Regions from separate parts of the Rattus norvegicus genome. Here regions 1 and 2 are each linked to region 3. Evidence: chromatin contacts called from public HiChIP or PLAC-seq data. All regions are on one chromosome and are shown on one strand. Each heading gives the region's core, a stretch centred on a gene start, on an enhancer-like site or on the middle of the called end of the contact. The rest is flanking DNA. Distances are from core to core; before and after follow the strand shown. Region 1 has its middle 460 kb from the start of Insc. Region 2 has its middle 34 kb from the start of Sox6. Region 3 overlaps Sox6 (SRY-box transcription factor 6).

Region 1 (3,548 bases), core at 127-2,626, 410 kb before region 3:
GGAATGCGGCCCTATGGCTAACTTACTCGTCCTGTCTTCGCCAAACCCTATAAACTCTGCGAGAGAAAGGTCTCAGAGCACAGTGTGCAGCACATTTACTGAATGAATGGTTAGACGGATACCTGGTACTACTTCCGCCTATGTAGGTAGCTGTGGCTTTGTGACTGAGTCAGAAATTACTTGAGCACTTAGGGAGCTCAAAGGCAAATGGAAATCTTGTGATAGTATGCAGATAATCCGAGGCTTGTACAATCCCCTTACTGTGCATTTATAAAGCACCTACTGAATTCTAGGCTCGTTCCAGGTCCTTCATATATAGTTACTCATTTCATACCATGACCAATGGTATGGAAAGCATGATCATTTGGGATTTAAAGATGAATAATATTGAGTATTGTACAAAAGGGTTAAATAGCTCCTGGCTAGCCAGAGTGCAGTCCGATACAGTAATAATTTAAAGATGAAGTTTTATCTGGTTCCAGAAAGAGAGAAGAGAAAGACCCTGAGGAAAGAGAGAAGGGCCATGAGGAAAGAAGGTAGAGAGACCATGTGGAAGACTATGAGACAGAGGGTCCAGGAGGAGTCCTGATGAGCAGGTCACCAAGGGATGATTTGCCATCAGTTGGCCACGAGAGAACACACATGAGGCAACACTTGGACCAAAGCAAGATGGCGAGAATCAAATGGAAGGTAAAGAACCGTGTGACTGGGAAATAGATAGCTTAGAGGGTTAGGATAGATGAAGATCTGTCCAGTCACAGTGCTTAAAGCTTGCTAATAAACTTAACAGATCTTTGTGTCAATTATTTGGGAGCTAGAACAGGTTCCTGTTCACATAAGGCTTCGTCTGTAAATTACTACTACAGTCAGGGCTCAGGGCCCAAATAGCACTTGTAATTTTAAGAGGAAGTAACGTTAGGGGAAGTAAAAGAGAAAAAGGCTGAAGGCATGCCCTGGCCAGGGAGGTCAGACTCCAGCACCGATTAAGATCTAATACCCAGGAAATCAGAAATAGGACCATTCACTGTAAGTCTTACATCCGATTCTTTCCGAGGAGACTTTCAACTCCAGGGGAAGAGTTTTCAGACCTCCCAGGTGTCACCCAAATAAGACATGGCACCAGAAGTTTAAGAGGTCTGGTTGAACTGTTTCCATTACAGTGCAACTCTGGAACACTCTGGAAACTCCGGCTTCAAGCAGGTGCACCCCAGAGTTGCTACTCTGTCTCCCCAAGGACACTTCCAAGAGATTTGCAGTTCCCATCTGTGGACAGTAGGTGGCAGTAGGTCGTGAGAAATGTGGGTTCTCCTGGGCCCTGGCTGTGGAGACCTAGCCTGCAGAAAAACGTGGCTGGGCTTGAGTTGCGCCTGGGAGCGCACCCCCCCCCCGGGGGGGGGGTGGCGAGAGCCGCACTGGCCAGGTCAGCGAGGACTTTGCTGGGTGGGGGCTCCGTTGGGTCCTGGCATCCCTGCAGCGTTGTAGTCATGGGGAGTTCCCAAAGAGGGCCCAACCCATCCTGCCTCCCCCATCAGACCTTGTGCCAGGCGTGGATTTCCCTTGCCTGGGGCTGACAACCTGTTTTTGTTGTTGTTTGGTGAAGGGAGAAGCACAAAAATTTACTTTATATTTTCGAAACTAAAGAATAAACTCTGGTTCAAGGGGACTTGGCTGCATCCACATAGCTCACGTCTGGCTGCACGGAGGTGAGGTGTGTATTTTTTCCCCCGTGGTACCAACGCCTGATGGGGTTCCCTGGTGGAGACACCTGTTTTAGCCAGACCTCTGGCCTGCACTTACTGCAAGGATCTCCTGGCGCTGCTGTCTTGGCATTAGCAGCAGCCAGCTTTGCACCACTTGGATTCAGCGTGTCCCAGCAGGGCAGTGGCTGAGAAGCTGCAAATTCTCTTCCCATTCCCTCAGGACCTGGCCTCTCGACTCCACCAGGACCTGGGCATTAGCCTGCTCAGGCTGGGTCTAGACCTCTGAATACTCTTCCAAACACCTGCATAAACCCTGCCATCCTCCCTTTTATCCCTTCCACATTGAAAGAGTCTCCCCCCACCTTTTTATTTTTTACGGGCAAACTCTTACAATTGCCCTAAGGCAAGTGGAGACTGAACATGGAGATCTCTGGGTGAATATCAGTGCCTGGCCTCAAACCCCTGGCTTGAGGCATCCTTCACCTCCCACCCTCTGCCTGCCGACAGACAACAGGGGTGTTACTGTTGCCGGGGCTCCTTGGGCAAGCCAGCCAAGGAAGCACAGACAGCCCCAGTGCCTCTTTCTCTCTCGCTCAGTGGGCAAATTAATTCACGCTATCTTTACATTCTGTATAATGCTGCATGATTTTATTTTGCTTCATTCCCGAAATCTTTTACAGTAATTAGTAGCCGAGTAAAATATAAAAATTAATGCAATATAACACTTTAATGGTAATAATACACCATCCTGTCTAATTAATAAAATCTGTTGTTTCCAAGCACGATTATTTATTTGACAAATTGATGGCACACATCCTGTTCATACCCCCTTTCCAGGCTCCCATCCTTTCAGTTTATTGAATAAAATTGTATCAGGAAAATAAACAGATTGTCTTCTGACCTGACAAGCAAGCGAGAAACAACCCCTCACTCATACAGCCCTAATTGTTCTCAACAATATTCACTAACATGCATCGAGAGGACGTGGAAATGAAGCCTGATTTCCTAGTTCCTGTATTTTTCCATTTAATTTAAATCTTTATAATTGTGCCTTCTGATTTTAGGGACTGGGGACCTCGCCTGTTGGAGGGGCTGAGCTTTATCACTGTGGGCTGTCATTCTGATAGCCTTAACAAGCGGGGATGGTTCCCACTCTGGAGAGAGATCAGAGTGGAGATCTGGGCTGCTGTGAGCCGTGGCAAAGCACATGGAAGTCACCTCTAATGCAACAGAAGAGGACCAGATCCCAGGACAGTCATATCGGAGGATTGTCATTAGGGGTTGAAAGGGACATGGAAGAAGGGGTTCAGGACAGGATGCTGAGGCTTGGGAATGCATGCAGGTAGGAGTGGAGTAGGGAACAAAGTCCAGTCCGAGCGTGTGCCACTGGGACGGAGTGCTGATCTAATTACAGACCCACTCCGTGCATGCTCCCTGTGTAAGACAGGACGTTTATATGCTAAGTGTGAAAACATGAAAGCCTCAAGCTATAAATAGAACCTCGGAGACGGAGACACATACACAGAGGAAGAGAAGGCAGAAAGAGGAAGTAAAAGTGAGATTCGCCACTCTCAGGTTAATTTCTAGCATTTTTCTCTGAAAGAAAAATGATGTGATGTGATCGGTGTTCAGAAAGAGCCCCCGTCACCAGCTTTTAAGCTACATTTTCTGCAAGAGAAAAGCCCTCAAGTGCACACAGGTGAGGACTCATCCCCTCTGGTGAAGTGGCTTCTATACCAGAGAGAGGTACACACAGAGACACAGAGTGCAGCCGGTGTGAGCATGACAGATGAACACGTGCCCTGTGGAGTCCACACCACGGAATCAACACAATCCTGCCCTGCCTGG
Region 2 (3,843 bases), core at 1,298-3,797, 400 kb after region 3:
ATGAGAAGATGGAAAGACAAGAGCAAAACACCAGTCCTACCTGCTGCATACAGCCTTTGCTTGGAATAAACAATATCCTGGAGCAAAGCCCCAAGATACATGCGCTCACATAAGACCACAAATATGAATGCAGCTTTAAAACTGGGGAAATTTGGGTTGGGGATTTAGCTCAGTGGTAGAGCACTTGCCTAGGAAGCACAAGGCCCTGGGTTCGGTCCCCAGCTCCGAAAAAAAGAACCAAAAAAAAAAAAAAAAAACTGGGGAAATTTATAAAATACTAGAGAATAAAGACTACTTCTCATGTCAAGGGTCTAGTACAGATCACATAGCCACTGTCCATCTGTCCTGACACAACTGTCTACAGCATCTTCACACTGCATCTTCTCAGCAATTCTATGCCATAAATTCTATCACTGCCCCATCTTTTAAATTAGTAAACTGATACTTGAAAAGATTGTGTAACTTTTCCAAGGACATACAATTAAGTTTGGGATACGATGTAAAAGGGGAAGAGTCAAGAAATAAAAACTAAAGGTCTGATTTTGCTCTTTGCAGGTCTATCACTCAAGGGAAAAATATTTGCTTCCATTTTTCCTTAAAATAGAAGAGAAAGATAAAGACTAAATTGTATATATTGGACAAAAGAACTCTCTGATGTTGTGAAACATTTTGGTTCACAAATGTGAAACATGTATATAACCATATTCAGCTATAAAATCTCTTTGGTTGCAGGCTTACAAAAGGAAGGGAGGGATTTAATTGATCTGAGTGAAATAAAGATCATCAATATTGAATGGAAGATGACAGATGAAATGACTTTTCACAATCGCTTCCAGATTTTAAGATTGGTGTTTCATCAAATTTTAGAGGTCATGAATCCAGACACTACATTTACTCACTCAGGGCTCCCCCAAGTGCTCTAGAGTTCAAGTGAGTTCTGTCTAGGAAAGAAAAGATACGTGGATGTTTCTGTTTTACAGAAGAGGAAAAAGGAAGCAAGTTTTGCAACTGGCCAAATGCTACATTTCGTAGTAAACAGGTAGTAAAGCTGGACATGAAAGCCTAAGTTTTCTGTAACAAACATCTGCCCTCAGCAGATGTCCTTTGGGTGCGAAGAAATGAGCACCCAATCACATTTCCCAGTAATGTGTCTGCACAATATGAAATGAAGGCTTCACGGCCATGTGTCAGAATGAGTGCCTTCTTAAACCTGTGCTCTTTGATTAAAAAAAAATGTTGTATTTTCTTCTTACACACACTGAGCTTCTTTTAGACTTGGAAAATGAAGTGTTTTCAGTTTTCTTTGTACAATTTTAAAGAACTACTTTCTTCAAAGAAGCAGAGACTGTGTTTAGAAGGTAAAATCAAAAACAGCACTGAAGCCCCTTTCTGCATTTCGAGGAATATATCAAAGGCAGACAATTCAACATCTCTCTTTACTACGACTAGAAACAATGAGCAGATGCAGGTGACAGGAAGATCATGTAAGGGGTTATCTTGCGATGACATCTGAGATAGCATGAGAAATCTGCATATCATAATACCCACATCATACAATGCATTGATCTCATTCTGCCGCTTTACATGGGACGTCACTGAAAAGCATTAAATCAATATATTTAAGCAATTTGGTCCAAAATAACTAAAACATGGAAGATTCTTACAGGATTTATAGTATCATATCAACCCTCAATAAACAGTAATACTTCAATCCGGAGAAAGCATTAAAAAGGTTTCAGTGACCCTCGAAGCTTCCTAATGAAATACACCAAGAGCAGTCCTTGCCAGCAGAACGCTCATAGAGAGAAAACACAGAAATAGAAAGTCCAGAAAATTACAGACCACATTCAAGCTGATTCCCAAAGATGCAAAGCGTCCTAAACAGACGCAGCATTAGAGCACCAACCGCTAGATCCTCCTGTTTCACTCTTCTAATTTACAGCAGCTTTCACTGTATCGCTGTTCTGTCCCAAACAGGTTAAGACACTAACTCAATGTATTACAAAATAAAACCAAACATCTCTCTTTAAATGCAAAGAAACAAGTAACTCTAGATAAATGGCAAGATTTCTACAGTTTCAAAGTATTGCTTTTCACGTGGAGTATAAAAGAAAATGTCACCACACATTTTCATGCTATAAAAACGTAAAACAGAAGATTTCTGGATTCTTCTCTAAACATTTTGAAATTTCCCCAATATTATATTCTACACAAGTTACTGAGGAGTCCTAAATATATTAGCATTGTAAAGCACAAATAACTAGGCAGTTGACTTTTAATGTGGTTTATTAGTTTATAGTGGATTGCACCATCTACAATTAACCTCAGAAAATAACTCACATCCTTCCTAAAGATGTAAGTTTTTTGAGTGAATGGTAAAATGGGTGATATATTAGGGGTCTTAGAGGAGCAAGAAGAGATTCTGAATATAAACAAGCCATCATTCTGGTAAAAGGAAATACAAACAACTAGAATAAAAATAGTTGACGCACAAAAGCCATAATGAGGGGGTAGCTCGAAAAATAACTTCGACTTTGAATGGTTTGGATGAAATACAAATTATCCACAGAAAAGTGTGGACTGGCATAAATGTTTGTACAAAATCATAAGTGTATTTCAAGAAGTACGCAGAGGCACCAGCCTGCATGATGCACCAGCCTGCATGATGCACAGGGCCCGGAGATGCTCTAAGTGCCAGTGCAGAGCCCAAACCACTGCATCTTAATTACCAGGCAGCTCAGATATATTGCCTTTGATATGGAAATGTTCTTGTTCTCTCATCTTCACATATGGTCTCATGCACAGAAATCTTTATCTGATTCATAAAAAATAAACTAGAATCCAATCTCAACACCTGACCTCAGTGCTTAGAAGTTTTTTACTAAGCGTGGTGTCACTATAAAAAGAATGGCTAATATTGGTGCAAAGTTGGCTATTTTGAGCAATGATATGAAGGATTTGGGTTAAGAATTGAATCAATACTGCCTCTCTGAGATTTTAGGGTTTCCTGTTCCCTTTTTTAAGACTACCACAGATTTGAAGAAGAGCATCAGCATCCCGCTTTGGAGGTGAGAGCCTGGAAGAGAGTTAAATTATATTCCGTTTCTCTGTCCATGCTCGTCAGTTAATATTTTTATCCAAACTATGACAATCAGATACTATATACTTGAAAAGCTCCACCAAAACCATAATGCAAATTTTGAACTATTTCCAGTTTGACTAAATGTCTAAGAATAATTAGCTGAAAAGCCTTACCCTCTTCTATAGAAGAAGGAAAATAAAAACATCCTTCCTAAGAATGACTAATGAATATATAATGAGAGGAGTAAGAGCTCTGATGCCACGCACCAAAACAATTAATGTCCAGATAACAATTGAAAAACTTAATTGACAAGGCCATACTGTTCTTTAAAATGTGCTTGTGTCTAGTAAAAATTGCTTTCATATATTTCAAAACACTAGTTTTTTAAACTAGACTCTTTTCACATTGGGGACATAATCACAAGGAAATACAGAACCAGCTGAGGACATGAAATGCTACCGTTGTGCAGCACCTTATTTCTCGCTGTTGAAAGAAAAAACAGAGAACCATATTCTTAAGCAAGTTGCATTCCAGACCCCAGAACTGGTTCATTTCTTCTTCTAAAACAGCACTAAGCGTTTATTTTGTTCATGTTAGCATGTTTCTATAATACCTGCCATCATTAAACCCCATCTAGCCACATAACTCCATCAATGGGAAATGGCCTAGGTTAATTTTTAAAAAACATATACAGTAACATGACACATCTAACCTCATGACGGCAGATATTACACCCATCTGCAAATCGTCTCCCAGCATGT
Region 3 (3,598 bases), core at 134-2,633:
AAGTAAAAAGTGCTTTTTGTTTTTCTAGCTTCCCTTGTAGGTCCTATTTCCTATTAATTACAAACTGCTATGCCAACCCACCCCCTTCACGTCACTGGGTGCCAACTGCAACTGCAGAGTAAACACAGCTTCTCTCCGAGAGAAATCAGCTCAACCCTTGACCGTCACAGTCATTGAGTTACCTTAGTTCTCACCTGCCTGGTGGCAAAAGTTAAAATTCATGCTGGTGCATATTTATTAAAATTAAAGAAAATTCACATAAAGAAAATGGATTGGTGGTCAATTGAACCACAAATGACAACTACAGATCCCTAGTCAAACTTCGATGGTAAGCTACCGTAAAGGCCTGCCGTTAATGGCTCTGTTCTGGGTTTGGGGTGTGGCAACATGAGAGGTCAGCAGAGGATTGGCTTCTGTCTTGGCTTTTGACACACAAGGGCTTTGCTCCAGGCCCTCTAGTGTTGCACTCTGCCAAAGGTAAGTAAAGAGTGTGTTAAGTAAAGTATAATAATGGAGCAAGGAAACACAATTTAAAAAACGCTAAGTAGAGGCTTTGAAAACTGAATCTTTAAGGTGTCTCCATGCTCATTGGCGCATAAGGGAGGAGACAGTGAGGCCTAGCTCATGCCCCAGCTGCCTGTGGTTTGGATTTCTCCATAAGGCCTCCTGTAGAAGTGCCCTCATGAGGGTTAATATTTCCCTACTAAGGCTGGAAATGAACCAGATTATTCTTACTCAGACACAAGATCCTAGGGAGGGTTGAGTTGGTTCCAGCCTGGACAGCTTCATCTTTTCCAGTAAAACTACCAGCAAAGCCATTATGTCTTAGAGACTGAATGCTTTGTGTCACCTGTGTATCTTTAAAGAGCCTACAAGAAGTTCTGTCACAGCATATTTCCTCGAAAGGAAAAAGCCAGCAGAGTTTGATATGGTTAAGCACAGCAGGGCAAATCTTGCTTCCTAAGTCTTTTCCTTCCCAGGGTTCTGTGCAATCCCTTCTCTCTCAGTCACAGTGGAAGAGAAAGGGGAAGCTCCCCTCTCCACTCTACTCACAGGTCTTTTGTCCTATCTTCCAGGCGAAATGCATGTGACTAATAGTGCTCCAGCATCCTTGAGGGCACAGCCTGCATGCTGCACCGGGCAGTTTGAGGTTAGATTTCAATTTTTCAGCTTCTCTCCTCTTCCCCAACCCGTTATTCGCTGTGAGTTTGGGCCTACTATTGACTGCACACCAGAAGCACAGCCTGACGAAGCTGTGAATTGCTATGAGCCTCCAGTGAGCCTTCCATGAACCTCTCGAAAAGGGCTCGCCATTGAGTTAGAACTGCCTCACTCAATGTCTTTTCATACAAACACACTGCTTCTCAGCAGCTCAGAGTAGCACATGACCACTAAGACCAACCTGAGTATCACATTCTGATCCTGCTCGCTAGCCAATTAGCAAATACAGGGAAAGTAATGCCTTACATTTACCATTCTAAAAAATCCAAAGTATGTCTGCCAATCAGTTACCGAGCTAGACCACCCATGGATAATTTTTTTTATTCTTCCACGTTAGAATAACATGGGAGGAAATTTTGTGTGTGCCGTCCTTTTCCTGCATTTTCCAGCTAGATTAAGCTGTTGTCTATGCAATTGCCTCCCAGCTGCCATGACTTATGAAAATAACAGACCCCGCTCTGTTGTCTGGAGAAAGCGGGATTGTTATGAGTAACTTTATTGCAGGCACATGAGTGTGTTAAGACTTTAAAACACGCTCAAATGTCATGTGCACACCCAATGACGGGCAAGAATAATGATGAAAAACAAGAGATCTATGTCTATGAAACCGCGTTGGACAAAATGGGCCATTCATTGTGTTCCCCTGGGAATGCCTGGACTCTGCAGTCAGAAAACAAAAAAGGCACTTTTTCCTGCCGTAGGCTGAATGCTTAGCTTTGCCATCTGAGCCGTAAGAAAACACGGGCCCCTCTGCTGCCGCTGCACCCACACACGCTAAAAAATATTAATGCCTCTCTTTCCTGACTTTTCCCTTTCCAGGCAATCCCCCTCTGTGTAGGCTGTAGCCAATATAATGTCAACACAAAGACAAAATAGTTTATCTTACAGAGGTCCCTAACAATTTCCCTCTTGTCCTCAGCTAATTGCCCTTCCCCCAACATTCAAAAGGAAAAGCAAATAAAAAGATAACCTTTACTCCAGTGGTGAGCTTAGGACTGGCACAAATTTTATACACAGCAATGTCCCTTGTGTTCTCTTGCCTGTGGCCTGTGTGAACACTCCACCACGTAAGCAAGCGGGATCTTTGCCTCTGCATCTCTGCCCCTCCCATAGGGAAGCTTCTGGGGGATTTCTGTTAAGTTTGCCAGCTTCTCAAGAGTACCCTCTTCTCCTCTCCACATCAACTGCAAGGCATCCTTCCTCCCAGTGAGTTTACATATATTATAAGATAGAAAGACAAATGAACCTGCAGATCATTTTAGGCCCAACACATCTTAATGTGCTTATTTTGCTGGAAGTTTAAAGCTTTTGTGCTTTATTGCAATTTTCAAGCATAGTCATTTTATATAAATAGACAAGGTACGTTATTCAGTGATTTTTCCTAGATGGATACACTTGCCCGTTGATGGTCCACTGTCGATGCTACAGTAATTTCCTTGGCAGCTGAATCAGCAGAAAGAATAAACAAATTTCCAAAAGAGTAAGCTTCTACCCAGGATCTTCAATCTTGAACCTTTCTAGTTTACTCCAGGAAAGAAATGGAGGAGTCTTTGCTCCACTGCAAGGTGTGCAGGAAGGGTGTTAGAGAGCAGCTGGAAGGCCATCAATCCCCCCTTCATCTTCCTTTCCAGAGCACAGCTCCTTGTTCTTGTATTCCCACCCAGCAACCACTGACAGTGCCTGTCAATAAACTGGGGGCCAACTGCAGGCTTCTTTGGCTGTTTCTAAGAGTTGAGCACAGCACACATATGCCAATCTTGTGACTAGAGGAGGTATTTGAAAACTCTTCAAGTTTCAACATGTGCCTTGTTTTCACATAGTGAGCAAATGGCTTGGAAATGCAACAGTTGAGGGAATGAGATATAAATTTTGTCTGACAATAAAATGTGGTAATCTTTTATTTAGCTAACCGGTGTTAAGATAGCAGGCGAGTCAAAAGACAGTTGATTGTGGGTGTGTGCATACACACCAGAGGACACAGGGTATATTTAGCCAGCCTACTGGTTGTTTTGACTGTGCTCTGAAAGCAGTTGATTTCATGGACTAAGCAGTTAAGTTTGAATCTATGACTGAATTAAGGGAGTCAGAAAGCACTTCAGAAACCATCTAGTCGCTTAGCATTGGGTCAGTTCACTTACTACTTAATTTAAGTCTGCTGGACCTAGAGACACTCATAGAAAAATCATTCAAACCAGAGTTAAAGCCAGAGCATCGGAGAAGTTGGTGGCATCAAATAAACCTGATGAGAGACATGTGTATCTCTGAATCGGAAGAGCTATGTGGTCATCAGCCTCCCTGCAGAAGGAGGAGATACCTCTCCAGGGGGAGGAAGCATACCAGGCCAAAGTCCAGACCTAGAACTCAGCTTCAATATTTC

The links. HiChIP or PLAC-seq counts read pairs in DNA pulled down with a chosen protein or histone mark.
Region 1: a contact with region 3 is called in an H3K27ac HiChIP or PLAC-seq map of oligodendrocytes, with 13 times the contacts expected there. The contact joins two enhancer-like sites. A contact is called at or near these places in 1 of 12 Hi-C or Micro-C datasets (Schwann cells) and 1 of 1 datasets of contacts at active chromatin or transcription factors (oligodendrocytes).
Region 2: an H3K27ac HiChIP or PLAC-seq map of oligodendrocytes shows a contact between it and region 3, with 7 times the contacts expected there. The contact joins two enhancer-like sites. A contact is called at or near these places in 2 of 12 Hi-C or Micro-C datasets (Schwann cells and liver) and 1 of 1 datasets of contacts at active chromatin or transcription factors (oligodendrocytes).

Annotation. Positions count from the first base shown.
Region 1 is chr1:178,889,810-178,893,357 of GRCr8, forward strand. No RefSeq gene overlaps it. Among named protein-coding and RNA genes, the nearest start is that of Insc, 460 kb to the left of the region's middle. Within about 2 kb of position 1,377, at least 56 of the 93 cell types and tissues checked have an H3K27ac peak or open chromatin away from gene starts, as enhancers often do.
Region 2 is chr1:179,697,279-179,701,121 of GRCr8, forward strand. It overlaps a transcript of Sox6 not described here. Among named protein-coding and RNA genes, the nearest start is that of Sox6, 34 kb to the left of the region's middle. Within about 2 kb of position 2,548, at least 2 of the 93 cell types and tissues checked have an H3K27ac peak or open chromatin away from gene starts, as enhancers often do.
Region 3 is chr1:179,301,483-179,305,080 of GRCr8, forward strand. The region is part of intron 7 of Sox6 (SRY-box transcription factor 6); the gene reads right to left. Among named protein-coding and RNA genes, the nearest start is that of Trnav-aac35, 87 kb to the right of the region's middle. Within about 2 kb of position 1,384, at least 16 of the 93 cell types and tissues checked have an H3K27ac peak or open chromatin away from gene starts, as enhancers often do.